Linked DNA regions of Gossypium hirsutum: region 2 is linked to region 1. Evidence: chromatin contacts called from public Hi-C data. All regions are on one chromosome and are shown on one strand. The core of a region is the stretch at or near the end of the contact, and the rest is flanking DNA. Distances in the headings are between cores, read along the strand shown.

Region 1 (4,487 bases), core at 1,929-4,428:
CTTCATAGAATGTATTTTCGCAAGGTTAGCCCTCGTTTAGATAAAGGCATTCAATGGGTGTTCCAAAATAGAAATAGGGTCAATTTCTAGAAAGATTATTGGATTGGATTGGATTGGATTAAGACTTTCGTCCTCACATGTATTTGGGCCCATTAGCCTAAATATAGATGCTTGGATGCTTAAGCAAGTTTGTGATTATTGTGCGAATCAAAGCTCAGATTGTATAGTGATTCAACTCTCACCCAACATTATCCAAGTCTTCATTAAAAGTCTCACTCATTGGATAAAAATCATATGTATTTAATATGGTGGAAGCAAACAAAGTAAGGAAATTTTACTATTGCAAGTGCATATGACATCACTACTAATAAAACTACAACTACTAATAAATGTTAGAAGACTCTTTGTATAGCAAAAATTCTTTCAAAAGTTAATGTATTTCTATGGAAATGTGTTATGAAAATCCTCCTTACTAAGAACTTTCTCAACTCGAGGTCTTTCAACTTCAAGGTCTTCATAACCATCAAGAGTTAGTTGTAGACATTCTTCAAGTCTATCATGTGGTAAAACATTAGTAGGTGTTGCTTTTAACCATAAATACATACGTTCTTAGCTTGAATAAAAATCGTGAAGTATAGATTTTTGCCAATATGAAGTGTAAAACTTGGCTCCAAACCTTAAGATACCTTAGTGTATGGTTTTTAGGTTCATGATATGGGAAATATGGCTCATGTGTAATGTCATTATTTTTGGTAAATGAGGTCTCTAAGATTCAGTTACTTATAAAGGTTTAATGGATGCTAGGCAATTTTTTGTCATCCCACCCTCAATTTAAAAAAGACCACTCATTGACTTCATTTTGGTAAATTGGCAAGCCCTTGTAAGAGGATGGCTAAAAATCAATATTTCTGGTTCTCCAAAAGGGAATCCATGAAAATTAGGAACAGGAGCCTTCATTCGAGATCACCATGGCTAATGGTTTATTGGCATATTTTGACACATTCCATTAGCTACTAGTGTGATGGCAAAACTTTGGGATTTATGTGATGAATTATAACTAGCTATTAACTTGAACATTAGAAATCTTGAGATTGGAGTTGATGCAACCTCTATCATAATTTTTTTCTGATAGTATGAACTTTAATGTTTTAATTACCCACGTTGATTACTGATTGCAGGAAGCTACTAACTAATATCTAGACTTATATTCTCGCTATAAAAATCATTGAATTTTGAAATTTCTTAGATGGAAGTTGTTTTCAAGGAGAAAATATATTGAATAAAGTTAATTAAGTTGTTAATTAGATAATGTATATATATATATAAATATAAAAGGACCACAAATGTTTAAATTGGAAGCTTTTAACAAATTGATCTTAGGGAAGCATGGCAATTGACAATGAAGAATGAATTTCTAAAGGTAATGATGTTTTTGTATTTTGATTATTCATGTTCGAGTTTTATTATGTTTATTTGTAAACGACTGAGTTATCAATCCATCTTTCATTTTGAATTTAAGTCTAACCATGTGCACTTTATAATTATCAATTTATATTTTATTCTAAATATATTTTAACTATCAAGTCGTTGGCCTGTGCTTTCTGCTTTCTAATAATTTGATGATGGTTGTAGTTAGGGCATATTGCTTGTACTTGTAATTTGGTTTGTGTATTGTACTACTTGATTCTATTTTAAACTATAAGGATGTATTGTAATTTTATCTTAATAAAAAATGAATTTGTAGAAAAAAGTAATACAAAATCTTTTCATGATAATATGTAATTTATAAAACGGAGTTCCAAATAAGTTTTTTTATTCTTTAGTTTTTAACTTGTAATTGGATAGTTTGGTATTTAGTTAAATAAATAAAAATATATTATATCTATAGTTTTAAAAAAGTGTAATTTAAATATAAAGATTTAGGATACGGACAGAAGTTGTGCTATTTTAAGGACCAAATTTTAATTTGCAATTGTCTGAGATGAAAAGAAAAAATGAGTTTCAAGTTTTTATTTTACTAAATTAAGAAGAGCAATTATAAATATTAGGTATCAAATATTTACGATGAAATATGAATGGTTTTTTTATAGCACAATTGTCTGTAATTATAAAATAGATTTTCTTTTCATTGTTAAATAGAATATTTATTGTAGTAATAACTTTTTTTAATTCTAAAAAGAATGAAATACAGTGAAGGATTAGCTCTCTTTCTTGAGCTTGGAAGCATTAAGTTAAACTATGAATTTAGTTAAAAGCTATAAAGCGAAAGAGGGAACTTAAATCAAATAGATAGAATGATGCAAACTAATTCAATATTGATGGTGCAATTTAATTTTATAGTTTTGATGGACAAAATACTAGTGGTGGTCTGCTTGTAGATAGGGTCCTTCAAACAAGCTTTAAATTAGTGGATTATATTGTTTGTCATGTCAAATATAGATAATCCATGTCTTAAAAGAGGAAAAAGAAAATATTAAAACCAATAATAAATAATTATAATTATAACTTCCAAGTCAAAAATACTTTTCAATATCATATTTATTATTACATGATTATTAAATGAATTTGTTTTTTAAAAGTTTAAAAAGTCACACAAATAATTAGATTTAAAATTTTAAATCTAAAAAGTAGAGAGACTAACTTAAAAATAAAATTAAGGATTAAATTTTAAATGTATGTAATCTATAAAGACTTAGAAAAATATATTTCAACCTTTAATTTTATTACTATAATTTAATACAAAAAAAATAATTGTAATTATTTTTTAATAATTTAGCATGAATTAAATTAAAATAGAGAGAATAAACTTGAATGCCTTAAAGCCCGAGAATGGAATAGATTATCTAAAATAAAAAATAAAAAAGATTGTCCTAATAATATATGCTACTCCACAGGGTCAGTGGAATGAATATGTATCCCTATTAGTTGCCTAAAGCTTCCAATTTATTGATTTGATGCAATATGTATGTTAATAATTTGTTAATGGAGAATTGGAGTTGGAGACATGCATAAAAAACCATATAGGAAGAAAAGGTTGTTCCAACTACAAAATTGCTTTGAAAATTCTTTTATACCAAACTCAAGTGTCTAAAGTTATAAATAGCCAAGACTTATGAGTCAATGACTTCACCCTCTTATTATTAATATATTTGTTATTATGTCCATAGTATTAACAAAATAAAATAAAGAAAAAACCATACAAATGCCCTGAGCCACAAAGTAAGCCCCTGGGCCCAGTAAATGAGGAAATTGATCCCCCTTCACAATTCATGTTTTCTCCCACTTTTTTGTAGCTCTATATAAACCTCTCTTCCCTCCCTTTCTTTTCATCAATTCAAACATTCAAAGCTTTACATCTAAAACCAATTGTCTTTATGGATAAGCTTCTTGCCATACCATTTCTCATTACTTATTTCTTCACTTGTGTTCCCCTAGGGAACGTTGCAGCTACAATAACATCATGTACCCAAACACCCTACCCTGATGTCTGCAACCATTTCATGGGAAATGGTGTTAATGTTGCAACATCAAGCCTTGCCTTTGATCAAACCCGCTTCTCCTTCCGTGACCTTGCGATTCAGGTCACCTTAAACCAAGCAGTTCAAGCTCATCACCTCGTCTCTACCATGGACTTGACTTCTTTCAATGAGCGAGCCAAATTGGCTTGGAATGATTGCTTGGAGCTCTACCAAGACACCATTTCCCATCTTAACCGATCGAAGAGCACCAATAGTCCATTAGATGCTCAAACCTGGTTAAGTGCTGCCATAGCCAACCATCAAACCTGCCAAAATGGCTTCATTGACTTCAACTTGGCCTCTCATTTACAAACCTTACCACTCATGCTAACCAACTTTTCCAAGTTGATTAGCAATTCCCTGGCCATCAATAAGCCCACTGTTAATGTTACCGCTAATCAAGTTGGCAATAGACGCCTGCTTGCCAATGGATTCCCCACTTGGCTTTCCGGTGTCGACCGAAAGCTCTTGCAGAAAACTGGTGCACCATTAAAAGCTGACATTGTGGTGGCTCAAGACGGTTCCGGCAACTTCAAGACCCTATCGGAGGCGGTGGCTGCGGCTGGCGGTGGAAACAGAACTGTCGTACACGTAAAAGCTGGAGTTTACAATGAGAATGTTGATATTCAAAGATCAGCTAAAAATATCATTTTAATTGGAGATGGAATTGGCGCTACGGTTGTTACTAGTAATAAAAATGTTCAAACTACAACAACTTTCCGCACTGCAACATTTGGTAAGCAACATGTATAAATTATTTTAAAGTCACATTCTAAACTTAGACAAAAACATAAAGTAATCCTAAATTAAGAAGAAAAAGTAAGGAAAAAGAAACATGATTTGAATCACAAATCAAAACACTCATGCAAATAATCTACATCAATTTGTTCTTTTATTCTTTTTAGAATAGTAAAAACATGATTATTTTTTTTCTAATTAGTTGGATATTTTTATGTCTCCCATTTCACC
Region 2 (4,476 bases), core at 441-2,940, 210 kb after region 1:
AAATTAAAAAAAATCCATTCAAATTTTTAATTTTAGTAAAATAGGAAGACAAAAATTTGATAAATTAAAATGAAAAGATTAATTAGTTAGATAATTTTGGATAAAATTCTCAATTACACCTTTATAATAAGATTATTTTGATGCATGTGATGCGCATGATTATCCTAAGTAAAATCACGAGAATAGTCAACATTGTCAAAATTAAATAATTAAATAAATAAAGGTTAAGTGAAGAACATTATAACTGCATGTGAATTTGAATTATGGAATATAATAAGAAATATTGTAACAAAATGATATTGTTTATTAGAAAAGAAACACTTTTAAGAGAAAGTGATTTACGAATTAATAAAGTACTGGTGTGGGTCCTTGAAATCTAGCATAATTATTAAATGCACCATTTTAATTTATAGCAATTAAGGTGCTTTAAGAAAAGAAATTTTTTATTGTACTCATTGATTTTAGCTTTTGAGTAAATAGTGATTCATTTCAGCTGTGTATGTATTATTTGTAATGTATTCATTCAAATTAATGCAGCTTTCTGTAAAAATTCACTAAACTCAGTGTTTAACTCGGCAAACTCAGTTCCATTAACAAACAAAAAGATGCAGCTTTCTGTTCTCTGTCACTATGGAAAGAACATAGTAAAATCCAAATTTTACCAACCCAGAAAAATAAAACAGACTCGCTTCAAAATCACTGTACAGAAAAAAAAAAGAGTTGAAATGAAGCAAAGCAATCAAGAAGAACTATCAGGTTATTAGAAATTATACATTTTTCTCATTCAACAACTTATGTGTACCCTTTTCTGCATAGCTATTAACCAATGCCAACGCATTGCTAGTAAACTTCTTCACATTCGCCGCTCTCTCGCACACCGCCGTCTTCATGGGTCCGTCACCCACATCCTCGAACCCATCCGTACACGTCTCCTCGTCCGTTAAAGCAGCGCTCATCCATGTCTGGATATTCCCCATTTGGAACCTAAAAGACTCAGAACCCGGATTCACAAGCCGCCGCATTTCATTCAAGGAGCCCCGGATTTCATCCACGGCATCATCCATGTTGGAGAAACAGTCGTGTAAGGCGGAGCTGGCTCGTGGGTCGGCACCGTAGTCTGCTTCACGGGAGAGGTTAGAGACAAAAGCTGCCATGTGACGGGCCCTAGAGAGGCTGACACCAATGGCAGTACGAGCTAGACGAGCTGGGTCTTGTTGAATGGCGTTGGCGTAGCCATAAAGGGAAGCAAAGCAAAGGTCGGGGTATAAGGTGACGGAGCAGCTTATACGGATGAAATCAGTGGCGTTTGATGGGGTGGTGGTGTTGGCGTCGTAGTCGGCGGAACACAGGGTTGGGATAGGGTGGAGATAGAAGAAGAGGAAGGTTAGGAAGAGGGGAGAGAGGGGGTGTTTGATGTTCATGCCTGTGGGTCGTATTCTTTCAGAGCAAGAGAAGTTATTTTGGGAATCGTGTTGATGTCCGGAAGGTGGTTGCTCTGTTAACTTACTTACGGTATGAGTGAGAGGACAGCAATGGTTTTTGTAGCGTCTTGAGTGGATCTTCTTTTACTTTCTTACCCATTATTGTTCTGTAAATTTTCAACTATGCCATTGTTGTCTTTTCCTTTCCTGCCTTGACTACATAATGTATTGGTGACTACCAGATTTAGTCATGTGAGTTATATAGAAAATTTCCTAAAAATATTTACTACCAAAGTAGTGGAGTTTTATATTTTTCTAACAGGGTTTTAAATGGGTATGGGTAAAAAAAAAAATACATCTACTTTTTTTGACAATGTATTAAAAATAATTAACCTTATTTTTTTCGAAAACAAATTATAATTGTATAAAGATATCTATACATGTCTTGTATGTCAAATATAAGTTCTTTGTGTATTTATAATCCGATTATAATTCAATAATTGTTTTTTATGAGATTTTGAATACTTGAGTTTGAGTTTTACTATATGCTATGTGTGAATTCTTTCTTATATTATGTTTTATTTAAATCTCATCCTTATTTGGTTAAAATGTAAAAAGTAAAATTAAGTAATATTTACAACCCTTGTCCGGTTAAAATATAGAAAGTAAAAGAAATACTAATTATAATGATTTTTTCAATTATAAAAAATTTATAGGATAAAAATGGTATTTTACATCTTGAAAGAAATGTCACTTTCCTTTCTTTAACTTGTAAATGAATATCCTTACTTAAAATAAAAGAAATTATCCAAACATGAGAAAATGTATTGCTTTCTTTTACTTTCCATTCATTCCCTTGTTATACTACAGCCCCAACATTGGGTAAAAGTGTAAGGATTAATTTCATCAAACAGACTTAAATTATCAACTTAATTTTAAATTGATCTCTAAGATTTAAATTATTCTAGCTAAGTCCTTAAATAATTCATACTATATCAATTAGGCCCTTTTGTCAGTCTAACTGTCAATTTAAGTATTAGACACTAGTTTGAATATGATGTAGACTACACGTAATATACATGTGGTACCTGTCGTTTGGATTATTCTTTTTTAACATGTCAAACCCAAGTTATTTATATAATAAGAACACACACATTAACGATTTGATTCAAGTGTTTTAAATATGTTTTAAGCTAACATTTAATACCCAAGCTAATAGTTAAGCTAACAAAAGGACCCAATTGATATAATATTAATGCATTAAGGCCTTAATTAGAATATGTTATAATCAGGGCGAAGTTGGGGGCTGGCATGGCCCCGGCCCCCAAAAATATAAAATTACATTTTAAGCCCTTCAAATTTTTTAAAAATTTTAAATTAGTAAAGGTAAAATTACACTTTGACCCCCCTAAAATTATAAAAATTCGATTTAATCCTTTACAAATTATAAAAATATAAACTATAAAAAATTAAAATTTCATTCGACCCCCTAAAAAGTTTTTCTGACTTCACCCCTGATTATAATGTTTAAAATTTTAAACCCTAATTTGAACACATGATGCACTTAACCCAAAATATTATATTATATGTAAGGTTAGAGTTCTCAAATTAATATATGTAAACAGTAAGCTTTTATTTTATTTTTAAACTGACATTTTAAAAAGAATCTTGTTTAATTTGGTAGATATAAGTTGTCATAAATTATTTAATGCTAATGCTAATGCACGAATAAGTAAAAACATTTAACAAGTCAGGACGAAGAGAAGTGGAGCATGCAAGTGTGAAACTGCGGCATATGAAAGAAAAATAAAAAGATGGGTTTTAAATTGCGGCTGGTTGGAGGCGGTGCATCCACCAAGCAATCAACCAGAAGTCGACACTCCACATTCGTCTACTAGGCGTTGATGAACGATTCACACTTCCTCACCCACCTTTTATATAAATAAAACATGCAAGTGGTTGAGTACGGATGGACCATAACAATTTGTGCCTTGCTGCCTAATTTTTCTTGCTATTTGTACATTATTTAAGTAATTAGAGCGGTTTCAAGTTATCATACATGTAACTCTGAATCTTTATTTATCTTTATCAGAAATACGTAATACTCAGTTATTAACCAAAACATTACAAATTAATGGGTTTTAGTTTGAGTTAAATGACATAAAAAGATTTGTATTTTATTACATGTTGATTATTATATTATTATAATTGATGTATGAGATAATTAAATATCAATTTATTTAAGATATCACTTGAAATAATTTTATAAGTAGGGAATATATTTGATGTACTATCAGTGTATAAATTTTTATGTACAATGAATAATAACTCAACATTTTATCATTAAATAAAGTAAAAAATAATAGACTTATAAATAAATACTAATAACTTTATTTGAACATAATTAAATAATAGTTCATTAAAACCCAAAACTTTAAAGCTAAGATCATAAATCCATAGTTATGTTTAAAGAAAATTATTAGAATCATATAAGATTGAAAAGTAGGAAATACGTGATATTAGCAGCCGTACTTATTTTCCAAGTGGGGGGCGGGTGAAGTAACCGACCACACTTGATTGATAGTTTTTTATGTGAAGGGGTTAGTTAATTAAATTAGCTAGGAGGTTCAAACATTGCCCATTCCAGATCATTATTCCTACACCCACTACAGTGAAGCGTGCTATATTTTCCGTTGCTTTAACCGACTGTAGGGCCCCAACCCAACCATTCCCTCCTCTCTATTGGTTTCCAGCATCTTTTTGGACAGTGGAGAGGTCACTCCGCTAAATTTAGCACTGAGATTCTGCTCATGTGATTAGGGTTTCATTTAAAATTAGTACCTATTTGTGGGTTGCTAAAAAGGTTTTTTGTTTTACCCTTTAAGGCCTAGACAATACGACCATGGCGTTTAAGCATTTGCATATAGCTAGCTTCCTAATACCATCCGAGAGGGATGAAAAAGATTGTTATTATCTCTCTTTTAAGCATGAGACAAAAATCATAGAATGTAAGCACGCTTGAATGCATTCTTTTGATTGAGACGAGGTATAATAC

What was found. A called contact is a pair of places that touch in the nucleus more often than the background predicts.
Region 2: a contact with region 1 is called in a Hi-C map of callus, with 4 times the contacts expected there. The contact joins the promoter of LOC107903729 here to the promoter of LOC107902308 in region 1. A contact is called at or near these places in 3 of 34 Hi-C or Micro-C datasets (callus, hypocotyl and leaf).

Annotation. Positions count from the first base shown.
Region 1 is chrA01:82,491,752-82,496,238 of Gossypium_hirsutum_v2.1, forward strand. It overlaps LOC107902308 (probable pectinesterase/pectinesterase inhibitor 6), which reads left to right and starts at 3,179. Exons shown (of 2, transcript XM_041111538.1): 1 at 3,179-4,254. The coding sequence starts at 3,375.
Region 2 is chrA01:82,704,115-82,708,590 of Gossypium_hirsutum_v2.1, forward strand. It overlaps LOC107903729 (21 kDa protein), which reads right to left and starts at 1,691. Exons shown (of 1, transcript XM_016829876.2): 1 at 567-1,691. The coding sequence starts at 1,421. The coding sequence ends at 768.